Regions from separate parts of the Capra hircus genome. Here region 2 is linked to region 1. A link is a contact called in public Hi-C data. All regions are on one chromosome and are shown on one strand. Each heading gives the region's core, a stretch centred on a gene start, on an enhancer-like site or on the middle of the called end of the contact. The rest is flanking DNA. Distances are from core to core; before and after follow the strand shown. Region 1 holds the start of ISCU (iron-sulfur cluster assembly enzyme ISCU, mitochondrial). Region 2 overlaps CORO1C (coronin-1C).

Evidence for each region. A called contact is a pair of places that touch in the nucleus more often than the background predicts.
Region 2: a Hi-C map of blood shows a contact between it and region 1, with 6 times the contacts expected there. The contact joins the enhancer-like site here to the promoter of ISCU in region 1. A contact is called at or near these places in 3 of 5 Hi-C or Micro-C datasets (all in blood).

What each region holds. Positions count from the first base shown.
Region 1 is chr17:6,735,800-6,738,804 of ARS1.2, forward strand. It overlaps ISCU (iron-sulfur cluster assembly enzyme ISCU, mitochondrial), which reads left to right and starts at 1,502. Exons shown (of 5, transcript XM_018061082.1): 1 at 1,502-1,671. The coding sequence starts at 1,558. SART3 (squamous cell carcinoma antigen recognized by T-cells 3) reads right to left here and starts at 198. Exons shown (of 19, transcript XM_018061081.1): 1 at 1-198. The coding sequence starts at 158.
Region 2 is chr17:6,814,583-6,817,587 of ARS1.2, forward strand. CORO1C (coronin-1C) reads right to left here. Exons shown (of 11, transcript XM_018061087.1): 9 at 2,304-2,361; 10 at 1,959-2,204; 11 at 1-891. The coding sequence ends at 772. Among named protein-coding and RNA genes, the nearest start is that of SELPLG, 15 kb to the left of the region's middle. Within about 2 kb of position 1,494, at least 1 of the 5 cell types and tissues checked has an H3K27ac peak or open chromatin away from gene starts, as enhancers often do.

The sequences.
Region 1 (3,005 bases), core at 252-2,751:
GACCCCATGGTCTTGTACGTCGCGGCGGCCACGGCCCGCGATAACACCTTCCTCCTCGCCCGAGCCGCCTTAGCCTCATCCTCCTCTCCCTCAGCCTCGGGCCCGGCCTTGGGCTCAGCCTCCGCTTCAGAAGCCGATGCGGCGGCCGCCGTCGCCATCTTGGACTTCCAGAGACTCCCGGGTCCTCACTTGGCCGCCAAAGACCCGCAGTAGTTGGAGCTGCCCGCGGCGCGCGCCTGGTCAAAATCCCGCCCGTCTGCCACCTGAAGAGAAACTATGCGCCTCGGATGACATGGAAATCTCGAAATACACGAGATTCATGTTATTTTATATACTTTCAGTAGCTCTTGTTCGAATAAAAAAGCTCACCAACAGGGCATGCGTTTCGGCACAACGTCGGACAGCAGTTGGGTCCTTAGGCAGGAAGTGGAAGCCATAGAGGCAGCCACGGAGTGAGCGTGATGGTTGTAGTTAAGGGTTTGGCGCCATCTTGAGAAGGTCAAAAATGATTCTTGGAATAAATATCTTACCACCTAGTCTGACCTGGCGCGTGAGTCAGTCTCCCCAGCAACTGAGCCTCAAACGCGCAAAAAAGTCTTAAGTCCTCAGGGAAGGATCGATTGCACCATTCATGAGAATAACTCATTTCCCAGAGATTCCTTCTCTTTATCTAATGCCTGGCGCCTAGCACTTAAATACACGTGAGTTTTGATTTTATAGGATCATATTCTGCAAACCAGTATCAATAAATTACATTAATAAACATTTACTTAGAACCTCTTCATTGCTATATCTTGTGATTTAATCTGTGCCAGTTTGTTTTTTAATAGAGACATAAACATATACAATTTTTAAAATCAGAGCAAAGTATTCTTTCCTTTAGTTAAGCTTCTCACTTTAGTGGTAGAAAAGCCTTGGAGGGTCTATTTATTGCCTTGCTCCCTCAGTAGCAAACTTAATTGTGTCGTCTTGGGTTGTTTTCCCAAAGCACCCTGACAAAAAGTAGATACTCAACACAAGATTTGCTCAATGGATGAAGAACTGTCCTTGAATTAGTACAAAAAAGATCGAGGTTTACAATGACACTATGTTTCACTTAGCAGCACACAGCCAGTTAGGAGCAGAAATGAGATTCTAACTCAGGACTGTTCAAGTCAGAATCCCAACTGGGCCCCTCTGGGCAACCTAGGGCAAGTTACTAAACCGTTCTGATCCTCAAATTCCTAAACTGCAAAATAGAGCCAAGAAGGGTGGACTGGTTGAGCCTCTGCGCCGAATTAGGCGGTGGGACTTTGTGAACGCAAAGCTGGGTCCTGATTTCCAGCTCAAGGATCCTCAAGATTCAGAACCCAGCTCGGTGGACCAGCCCTCGAACGATTTCAAACCTTTAGGCTCCGCGCCCCGGGAACAAAACGGGGACACGTGAACGCAGCGGGAGGGCGCAGGCGCAAGGTCGCCGGTACTTTAGAGGGTGCGCGCTCCCAGCTGGGAGCCGTCTCGCGCACGCGCCCCTCCCCTCGGCCGCGCGCTCCACCTGCGCAGGCGCAAGCCTTCAAGATGGCGGCGGCTGGAGCGGGCCGTCTGAGGCGGGCGGCGTCGGCCCTGTTGCTCCGGCCCCCGCGCCTGCCCGCCCGGGAGCTGTCAGCTCCCGCTCGGCTCTATCACAAGAAGGTAAGAGCGGCCCGAGGGTCCGCACCGGGCGGGGGGCGGGCGGGAGTGCGAGGACCCCCCAGAGGACTTAGGGGTCCTAGCGGAAGCCCAGCCTAGTGGCCCTCCCGGCTCTGCGCGGCCCTGGAACCCCGACTGCAGCCCAGGGCCCTGGCCGCCCCCAACCCTGGATGGAGGGGCCTTCCTCTCAAGAGGCCGCCTCGAATGGCCTTCCCTCGCTGCGCTGGGGCGACTAACCGCGCCTGAAACAAGAATGACAGCTCCCGCTAGCCTAGCGGCAGCCGCCCTCAATCCGAAACATCCATCCAGCCTTTAAGCCTCTCGGCTGCCCAGGAAGCAGGGTCCTGCTCTGTCCGGGCTCGCCGGACACACAGCGGCCGAGTGACCTTGGGCGAGTCACTGCCCCGCGCTCGTCAGATGGGGTCTGGGCAGCGCCCCCGTACGCGAGTCCATTGCCTGCGGAGTCCTGGGCAGGGCGCTTGGCACAGGGAGGCCGCTGAGGGTCGGTGTTACTGTTGCAGGAGCTCAGAGCCTCCGAGTGGACATGGACGTGTAACCAACAGTCGTCACGTTTTTGTGTTTGTTTTGGTTTGGTTTGGGGGTGGTGGGATGCTGTGAGTTAAGACAGGTTGGGTAGTTGGCAGCCACATGAGACGTGCCTCGCTTGGGAACCGGTTAAGTAAAAAAAGAATGCGATAAATCAACCCCGGGGCAGAAAGTCGAAACTGGGTATTATCTTGCAGATCCTTGGACTTGGAAGTCAAAATCCGTGGTCGGATAGGTCGGGGGAAGGGGACTGGAAGTTCGGAATACTTAACGACTAACTGGGAAACAAACCGCAAGGTTTTTAAAGCCTCGCATGTGCCAGTTTGAATAGATGTCTACTCTGTTCTGGCTTCCACGCGTTTGCGCACAGACCTCACTCCCCGCGGACCCAGGGCTGTATATTGTTGACCGTACACGCGGAATGACCTGGCGCGCGCAGCCTTTCCGCCACCAGGGCGCGCTGCGGCACCGCAGATTTCAGGGCCCCGAAATACAGTCATGCTGGTTATTTATCACCACACACAAATGGCCGTATTCCATAGCCTTGTTCCTCCTGTAACAATCTCCATGAGGCTTCTGGGACCATACAGACGTATAGGTTTTTGAATAGTAATCATTCTTTTGAGAATGGATTTTCTTCCGAAATTACACAAGTGCTGTTTGAGCCCAACTCTGTGACTTGGGTGGTTAGAGGTCAAGTAATTAGTTGTGGTTCAAAACCCCACAGAATTAAGACATGATTTTGCTGATTTTTCTCCAGGATTCCCATATCTCTTAAATCCTGCCCAAGT
Region 2 (3,005 bases), core at 244-2,743, 79 kb after region 1:
CATTCTGGTACAACCACCCAATTTTTAGAAAAGAGAAAGAAAATGATTCAATATGAGCCTTTTTTTTTTTTTGATCAGAAGACTCAATGGGAGGGGAAGGGTGGGAATACGAATCCACGTGATTTTTCAAGTCTTCCTTTTGTACAGTCATTAAGATGACCAGGTTTGTGCTGCAGAGAAGTCAGCACCGTGTGGCTACGGCTCTGTTCTCAGATGAATGTTTATACAAAATAATATCTTATCTTCATTTAGTTTATAAACATACACAGTGCTGTCCCTTTCAAATTAAAGAAAAAAAAAACCCACACACAAATACTGCAAAGTAGCAAAATATAAAGAAAAAAAAGCTACTTTTGGTTTTGGCAACATTAAAAAAAAAAGAAATATAAAAAGCAATGTGGCATTGGTCCCTATTTGTAAAAAAAAAAAAAAAAAGAAAGGAAAGAAAAGGTACTTGGGCAGGACACTGAATCAGAATTGGTTGGGTTTCTAAAATTCAGAATATCTGGGATTTTCAAAGTAGCACTTTTGTCTTTTAGAAGTTCACAAGTCACATAACACTTAAAACATCAAAAAAGTTTTCTGGTAAAAAGCTCAGCTTTTAAATCACATTTTGTTTCTGCAAATTTGGGAGACGAATTGAGTTCTTACGGGAACGTGGCCTGTCGCTGGTCGACAGATCTGAAATGGAATGTCTCCAAAGGCAGTGCCTCCCTTCGCCCTCCCCGGGACCACGCCTTCCTGCTCCCATCTTGGGGGTGGGGTGGACCTTCAAGCTGCTATCTTCGCCATCTGCTGTTCTAACTTGGAAATACGCTCGTCTTGATTGCAGATTGTGTCTTTTATAGATTTGATCTCTTTTAAAATCTCATCCAACTTGGCTTCATTTTGCTAAGGAAACAAAAAAGGGGGGAGAGAAGAGGGTGACTAAGGCAGCGAAGTTCAGCACAGGTAGCATGTACGGGGCGCAAACGGGACGTTCTACTTGGAAGTAGCAGGTCGCAGGCTGGGCCTCATAGGAACGCAATGAGCGCCGGCTTGTTCCCCTGACCCCACAGCAGAGCAACTGTGCAACATGACTCCTGGCCCCTCACCTGTGCACCTGCCTGGATGGACTCTTGGGATACAGTTAAGTTGTTGGAAGAAACCGACAGGGCAAGCCTATAAGGCTGCCCCACATTCCAGACACCCCTGTCACCCTCCTCAAGCAGGAACACCCTCTATGCGGCCAGGGTGAGGGTGACCTTCTAGAGGCTGCCGAGCACCCACCAGCTCCTGCAGAAGGTCCTTCCTGGGAACTGCATCCCCTGCCCTGTGGCTCCTCTAAGAGCCTGAGCTTCACCCTGGTGGAGCTGATTCTTCAGGAGGAAACCCTGCTGTCTCCAAAGTCATGGTGCCTCAAGCAGCCTCCTTGGCCACAGCCTGAGGGCACCTGTCCTCTGCTTGCCACTCCTCTCGTCATCAACAACACCCGGCCCTCCTGGCCCCCAGAACTCCCTTCCACAGCCTGCCGACACCCCACCCCCATCCCTCCCTGGCTCACCTCTGCCCTCCCCGGGGCCACACTGGTCTTCACTGCCAGCCTCTGCTCCCTGACATGACTCTTGCTAAGACACCCAGGGTCATCTCAGCCTCTAAGTCCCACTCACTCCAGATCCTTCCATCACTCGAACACCCAGCAACTGCTACACTCTCTCACCACTCCTTCCTTCCGGGACCTCCTTCCAGGACCTCCTCTCCCCAGCATCAGTAACAGGCTGACTTCCATCCCAGTCATCATTAAAAAAAAGAACTAAAAGAATCAAACCCATGAATGCCATGTGGTCAGACAGTGCCTGTTATCACAGCTGAGCCCTGCCTGTCCGGTGGGGACAGTACTTGCAGACGCCCAGGGCTGGCAGGCGCTTCTGGGAGGACCAGGCTGGGCCAGCCCACCCCCCAGGCCCGGCGGGCCTTACCCCACTGGCCGCATCTGCGGTCTTCTTTGGGATGCTGATCAGGTCGCACTTCTTGTTCGCCGTGGGCTTGCTGTCCAGAATGTTCTTCTTGACCACCTTGAGGTCCCTGTTCTTCCCAGGGATGTACCCGTGCTTCAGCGAGATGAGGAGCGGATCGGCATTCCTCCCCTCGAACCACTCTTCCGCCTCCAGGGCCGCCTCGGGCCCTGCCGTGTCAGGGTACAAGTCATCTTGGAAAAGGTCAGACTACAGGAGGCACAGACGAGACTCACAGGTGAGGAAGAAAGCTGTGGGATGCTTAAAGCTCTTTTTAAACATAGGTCACCCAGACAACTGGGCACTTACCTTTCTGGGGACAGTCATGATAATAGGCTCACACTTCCTCTCGTGAAGTTTGAAGAATCTTCAAAAGAGAGATAAAGGCAAAGTTGTATTAAGTGAAACAGGCCAAGGAACAGGCTTAGTAGGCACTCTTGTACATGCTGCGTTTGCCCATCGCCTCATCTGACGGATCCTGGTGAGCAGGGAGAACTCAGTGTTCCCATCCACAGAGGAGGAAGGGGAAGTGGGAGGAGCTATGCTGGGGAACGGCGGACAGGGCCGTGAACCAGGGGCAGAGGCCAGGCGCTACGGTGACAGTCAAGTGCCACTGATCGGGGGCCGACGAGCTGTGGGGAAATGGTCAACATCACCAATGAGGAACCGCCTGTGAGGAAACCACTGAGGTGACAGCCAGGAGACCATGGACACCCACCACTCTGAGGGTCTCTGTGACCTGGATGCCAGGTCTTCCGCCAACATGAGGTGGTGAACATTCATAAGTATAAACAGGGTTTTTAAAAAGGAAATGAAAATAATCCTAGGAATTAAATGTTGGCATCTGAGCAAACCACATCAGGGGTAACACTCAAGAAAAATCTGGAATTATTCAGAGTGTGAGAAGAGTAGGAACACCAAACCCCAAACCTGTGCAGTCAGCTCAGTGGTGGGAAGACGGGCCTGAGCTGCACGGCCAGCTCCACTCCCAGCCCGGGGCTTGTGGCCATC